2 separate regions of the Lactuca sativa genome follow, and region 2 is linked to region 1. The links are chromatin contacts, called in public Hi-C maps. All regions are on one chromosome and are shown on one strand. Each heading gives the region's core, a stretch centred on a gene start, on an enhancer-like site or on the middle of the called end of the contact. The rest is flanking DNA. Distances are from core to core; before and after follow the strand shown.

Region 1 (3,759 bases), core at 604-3,103:
GATAAAAATGGTTTTCTAAAAATAAAATTAACAAAAAAATATATATTTTTGTATATATTAAAGTAATGATTAGAATAGTTTAAGGAAACATGTTTGGTTAGAATTTAGAAAACACATGTTTATCGTTATTCATTTTCGCCGGTACGTCTAAGTGTCTTTTGCGGCATAATAAATGTGTGGCTGAGTTTTTTTTCTCAATTGAACTCTCATCTCTCTCTCTCTCTCTCTCTCTCTCTCTCTCTCTATATATATATATATATATATATATATATATATATATATATATATATATATATATATATATATATATATATATATATATATATATATATATATATATATATATGTTCAGGTTCATTTGAGACAAGGCTAATTTTGTGAGACCGTGAGACCAAATCAAAAAATACTTTTAAAATGCAAAATAAAAGAAAAAATCCGAAAATTCTTTTTTTAATTATTATTTTCGTCACTTTAATTACCTAAAAAAATAAAATAAAAAAATTATCATTTTTTTTGAAAAATACGTGAAATATTATAATAGAATATTGTACTGTAAATATTATTGTAATGTGATTTTTATTTATTTATTTTTTATTTTTTTGGTAATTTTTTTATTTTTGGAAAATATAAATTCTGAAAATAATATTTGGAAAAAAAATTTCGAAAATTTTCAATTATTTTACATTTTAAAAATATTTTTTTTATATATTTCAAATGACTGGCTAGAATATATATATATATATATATATATATATATATATATATATATATATATATATATATATATATATATATATATATATATATATAGGAATGAGTTCTATGGAAAACAAATAACTAGGACAACATCTACCGGAACCACTAATCAAATGACACGTGTCCATTTCTTTCTTCACAAGTAATGTATTGTGGAAGTTATTGTAGAAGTGATGTGTTGTCATGTTTTCATTGGTTCAAATATGTGTTGCCCTAATCATTCATTTTCCATATAACTCTTCCCTATATATATATATATATATATATATATATATATATATATATATATATATATATATATATATATATATATATATATATATATATATATATGGGCATAGGGAATATGTGGCTGTTATGTACCTAATATTAGGTATAGAACCATTAAAAACTACATAATTTTAACGAAATACAATCAAATCCCTCTACCATCTTTTTTGTATTCTCTATTAGACTAGATGATAGACTTTGTACATACTTTTATATAGTTTTAAATTTTTTATTTTGCAACACAAAGCATGTATAAGAATACATTATCGACTACATATAAATCTTCATATTCAAATTTAAAATAGAAAACTATAGTGAAAGATTGATATTATTCATTAAAAACCCAATAAACGTCTTCTCATAATACATAAAAAAGAACAATGCAAATATACATATGGTTGGTGTCAAAGAAATTTATGAAGCCTACTAGAGGTCTAATATAAAAAACACATTCGAAATACATAGATGTAGGGGAAGAATTATGAAATTGGAAATAATATGAGTTCAAAATCAATAGGAAGAAACTAACAATGAAAAAAAATTGTGTTTTTTTAATCAAAATGAAGTCAATTTTAATGGTTCTATACCTAATTTTACATACATGACAGCCACATATTCATTTTTCCCTCTCTCTCTCTCTCTCTCTCTCTCTCTCTCTCTCTCTATATATATATATATATATATATATATATATATATATATATATATATATATATATATATATATATATATATATTGAGTTTTCTCAATTTTCCAAATAAAAAAAACAAAAAGAAAAAGTTGACAGAGGACCTCTTAATTATTGCCAAATGTCACCAAGCTTGTTTCCGAGAAGACTCTCCCTTCATTAAAACCTTTTCTGCGCCTCTCTCACTACTAATAACAAACCTACAAACAAACAAACATCAAACCGAACTAAATTTCCCAATTCCTTAAACAACTCATTCCACTCTTAGATACCCACAAAAATCACTTCTTCAACTATTGATTATCATCAAAGATTTCAGTTTTTCAATCAAGAACTGAAAGGAGGAATCAGAGCCCTCAAGTAGGGTGAAGTTTCCTCTTGAAAAATGCTTAGTATCTTCAACAAAAACCTCCGGCGACTCTGCTCAAAGTTCCGGTGGCCGGTGCGCCGCCGTTCAAAACCGAAAGTCATTATCAAAAGGTTCGGGAAATCTAATTCCAGAACTCAAGATATATCAAACACAAATGGGTCAGCCACAATTCATCCAAATAATCATTTGGGGAAATCAGAAACCCCAATCCGAATCGCAACTTTTAATGCCGCTTTGTTCTCCATGGCACCAGCAGTTCCAGAGTTGACTGAAAAAGCTTCAAGCTTTGACTATGGCGAAGACGAACAAGATTACAGTAGTAGGGTACCATCAAATTGCTCTGTTTCTTACACCAATTCAAGATCAAAATCAATGATTGATCGTCCCAAAAGTATATTAAAGCAATCACCATTGCATTCAAGCAGCTCCATGAGCAGTTCAGAAACTGTATCAAAACAGCAGAAATTCGCAAAATCAAAGCTAAGAGTTTCAATCAATTTACCCGACAACGAGATCTCACTGAAGCGAAGTGGGCAGTTAAGCTTCGCCATAGACGAAACGGAAGAAGGCCCGAGTTCAAAAACTATTAATTCGAAGGGTATAAGTAGGATTTTAAAAGGGAAAGGTGTTTTAAGATCACAAAACAGTTTTTCTTCAAAAGAATCTGAAAATCAAAGAGGGAAAGGTTATAGGTCAACGAAAACTGTTCTTGAAGTTTTGAAAGAATTGGATGCAGATATATTAGCTTTACAGGATGTTAAAGCAGAAGAAGAGAAAGATATGAAGCCATTATCGGATTTGGCTGCTGCTTTGGGCATGAATTATGTTTTTGCCGAGAGTTGGGCACCGGAATACGGCAACGCGGTTTTATCAAAATGGCCGATTAAACGATCCAAAGTTCAAAAGATTTTTGATGATTCCGATTTCAGGTTCAAAATTACTTTTATACCCTTATTTTATAAATATTTCTTTCTTATGAACGAACATTAGTTATATAATTATGACAACTTAATATCGTATTATCACTCTCGACACATTAATGCAAAGTTGCAAACATCAGAGATTCTTGTGTGATTATTACTTGTTTTCTTGTTTGCATTAATGTTGTTTTAACTAAATGATCTTGTGGATTTCTATAATTACTTGTCTTTAAAATAAAAACGACGATATAAATACTTTTGGGTTTAATCATGTCTTCAATTGATGGGGCCATTACTTAATGTAACCTTTTTTCGAAGAAGCAAAGGGGATTAGAATTCCGTAAGGAAAAGGGCATATAGTACAAAAGAATAGTAATTGTGAAAAGCTATAAATGGACCAAATAGTACTTCAAGATATAGCAAAAGATATTAAAAGGGATATTTTCGACCTATTTTACGTGAAAATAGATAGATCTGTATACGATTAGAAAAAAATTCGTTAGAAAGAAATATATTGAATGGTCTAGAAGCTATAAAAGTATATTAAAGCGTTTTTAACTTTCTAAATTATTTTATTCAAAAGAAATGTACCATTCTTTTAATAATTATATTCGTAGCCATGTTTAATGTATTATTTATTCATGAAAATTAATAAATAAAAAAATGTAGACATTTCGAATATTCAATCCAAATCAACCCATTTTTGTCCATACCATTTTGTCTGTCTGCACTCTTTTCAATTTATTTTGGCTCAA
Region 2 (3,478 bases), core at 213-2,712, 130 kb before region 1:
TTTATTATGATTTTTTGAAGATAGTGCATGAAATCTATGACAACATGGACCAGCCTGAGAAGATTGCCAATTTTACCCCTCAAGGGTTTGGAATTTCAAAATGTGATTCAAAGTTCGAAGAAAGTAGACACACTAAGATTTCCAGAAAACTAAGTCTCATGATTTTTAGATGTTTGTATTGACTTGCACGGATTTTAGAACTTGGAGGACAGATTTGGGAAAATTGATCATAATATCTTCTAAATCATTTTTGGTGTTCTATTAAGTAATTAATGGTTAAGACTTAAGTTTATCACTTATAACAAGATTGTTGGTTACTTATTAGGCTATAGAGATGTGAAATTCAATTTAACCTAAGGGCCTTAATGTTTGGCTTAATGAGGGTTCAAAGATAAGAATTTTCATATAAAATGTCACTTTGAGGAAATGAAGTCCAGTAAGAAAAACAGAGGCAAATTAAATAGAGACATCAAAATGATGTTGTTTCAACAAAAAACCATCAACAAGCACCTACAGATCGCAACAATAAATACACCACCTCATTCTTGATTTATTTGTAGAGGTTTTTTCATTGAGGCATTTCATCGAACACTTGGTGCTCATAAAAAATTTGTAAGCTGTCACAATGTCTATGAGATTATATGAAACAAGATAGAAGTTAATTACCCAAAATGAAAGAGTAATGAAGCGACAATAACAACAAGAATCACTAATCATCCAACAAGTATGTATTTGACGTCATTCAGAACTCATAATACCTTTTTCAAAAAATTAAGTATGTTTTCAAATGTTGTTTTAGAAGGGTTAATTGATATGCTTATTTTAACATTGAGACATATTTGCAAGTAAGTTGGTATTTTTTTTACTATTAAGCCATTTGTCTCAAGTATTTATTAATGTTTTACAATAAGTACTAAATTTATTTGGTACTATACGCATAAATGATCTCAATCATTAGTTTTTATTATTATTATTATTTTTTGTAATATCCAGCATAAAATCACATCTCTTTAACACTAGATGGATGGAAATCACATCTTTACGACATTATATGAATGTAAGATCTCATAACACCACTATTTCATTTTACTATTTTTATTTTTTATTAAGTTTATGTTTCTAGCTTGAAAAAGAACCGAATTTAAGAAACCAATATGATCACAAAAAGAAGAACATGACATGGGGTTTTAGCATAAACTAATATTTTAGATGATCGATGCTTATGGCGCTCATGAGTTAGGGTGATATAGAGTTACATATTGGTAACCGATTTAATTAATGAAATATTAAGAAATAAGAAAAAATTGAGTTTATTTTGAATAAAAATTTGTTAGATCTAAAAGTAAAAAAGATGTAAAATGTAGGGGTTTTTATGGAAAAAATGTGGTAACTAAAAGGTCCTGAAATAACAGTAATAAATACAAATTGAGTTTTTATCAAAATGTAAGTTTTTTATTGAAAAAACCTTAATTATAATGCAAAATTCAGAATCTACCTCCTTGTAGAAACCACGATCCAGATCTGCTTTCTGTAGAAGCTCCCATGGAGTTCTTTGACGAAGAAAGCAGACCCAGATTCGTCCTTCAATCCCGATCTACCCCAAAAACTACCCCCAAATCCGAAAAGCTTGATGATCTCCACAAGCCTGCTCTCTTTGTCTCTCTTTCCCTCTCTGCCCTCCTCTTAACCCTCTCCCTTTTCTACTTCCAATCTGATCCTCTGCAATCCATCTTCATCTGGTTCTCATTATCTCTCCTCGTAGGCCCCTTTGCTCCTCCCTCCCTGACCGCTGGCGACATCCGGGTCGGTCTTGGTCCGGCCATCCAACCCCAAAGTCCTCGACAAACCCCAGAACCCGAACCATTAAAAAGATCAAGATTCAAGACAAAAAAACCCGATCAAGATTTCATATCGGTCCCTGCTGTCGTCGTGAACGAAACTCCAAAGCCCAGCAACAAGAGCGATTCCAATGTTATTGTGGTGGAAGATAAAGAATGGAGTGAAGGAGATCTGGAGTTGTTGAAGAAGCAGATGGTGAAGAATCCTGTAGGGATGCCAGGGCGGTGGGAAGCGGTGGCGGAGGTGTTTTCTGGGCGCCATAAGGTGGAGAGTGTGGTGAAGATGGCGAAATCGATGGGCGAAAGGAAAATCGGCGACTCAGATTCTTTTTCAAAGTTTTTGAAAGATAGGAAGGCAGTGGACAAGAGGGTTGATGAGGTTATCGAGAATGAAAGGGAGCAGGTCAGTAATGGTGGAAGTTGGAGCTCCGCCGAGGACATAGCTCTGCTCAATGCTTTAAAAGCTTTCCCTAAAGATTCAGCCTTGAGGTGGGAGAAGATCACAGCTGCTGTCCCTGGAAGATCAAAGGCGGCTTGCATGAAGAGGGTTGCTGATCTTAAAAAAGATTTTAGGAGTTCAAAAGTTTCTTCCGAGGCTTAAATCTTAATCAATCAAGAGGTAATTGTTTTATCAATTGAGCATAACATTTGATTCTATAGCAATTTTGAATGGATGATGGGATGTATGAGTGATGTAATTCTATATAAACTATAAAGTTATGAATTTTAAATCTCCATAATATATGTGCTAAAGATCAAATTAGACATGACAGCTTCAATCCATTTCTTTAATTTGGGATCTTGAATCCACAGACGAAATTAGCTTAACTGAGGATGGAAATGGAATGCATAACAACAGCTACTAGTGAATCAACTTAAGGAATATTGTGAATGGCTTTATGTTTGAGGAGATTGATGGGTCATTGCTTAATTCGTGTATCAAATTCTAGTTGGATGACTATTGATGAATCTTTATGATTGTTAGTAATTTATAACTTACTTTAATATAATGATTTTGTTACCATATAATTTCTTTGTTGGTGTTTATTCAATGACAAATACTGCTCAATGGAAATAACAAAGAGAGCAGCAAAGGGTTGCATGAATGAAGCTAAGCAATTTGATTTGCTTTATAAAAACCCAATTGACTTGAGATTGCTATGATAATAGATTATGTGTTGTACGCATTTTGGCCTTTTTCTTTTTTGCCTTGTTTATCAAGTGGGGTCATTAAAAATCTTTACTGTCGAGGTGGTTTGCAATATTTTCATAGATTCCAGCAATATTTACACTGATTATGTCTTTATCAAATGTGTTTGTGTTTTACTCTGATTGATTGGATTTTTGCAATACTTGTCTAGATATTCTGGTGAAACAATCCTACTTTTAAAAGTCATGCATGATGGATTGATGGTTTAAAAAGTCAATTAGTATCTCTTATACCATCTTTACAATCCGTCATAAAAGAGAAAAATATCCTTTTTAAAAACTGTGGATGATCAAAGTTTCCAAAGATTCAGGGCTACTTGCTATGGTCTTTTTGAAAATTCTATGTATAATAATATATGGCCAAGTTGTGCATGTATAGTGTGTTTACTTATACACATTAGATTAAGAATGAGCGTTCTAAGATGCATTGG

The links. Hi-C and Micro-C count contacts between places; a contact is called where the count stands out from the background.
Region 2: a contact with region 1 is called in a Hi-C map of leaf, with 7 times the contacts expected there. The contact joins the promoter of LOC111917619 here to the promoter of LOC111917620 in region 1. A contact is called at or near these places in 2 of 4 Hi-C or Micro-C datasets (both in leaf).

Annotation. Positions count from the first base shown.
Region 1 is chr5:367,093,997-367,097,755 of Lsat_Salinas_v11, reverse strand. It overlaps LOC111917620, which reads left to right and starts at 1,853. Exons shown (of 4, transcript XM_023913284.3): 1 at 1,853-3,013. The coding sequence starts at 2,100.
Region 2 is chr5:367,228,464-367,231,941 of Lsat_Salinas_v11, reverse strand. It overlaps LOC111917619 (transcription factor MAMYB), which reads left to right and starts at 1,462. Exons shown (of 3, transcript XR_002858953.3): 1 at 1,462-2,457.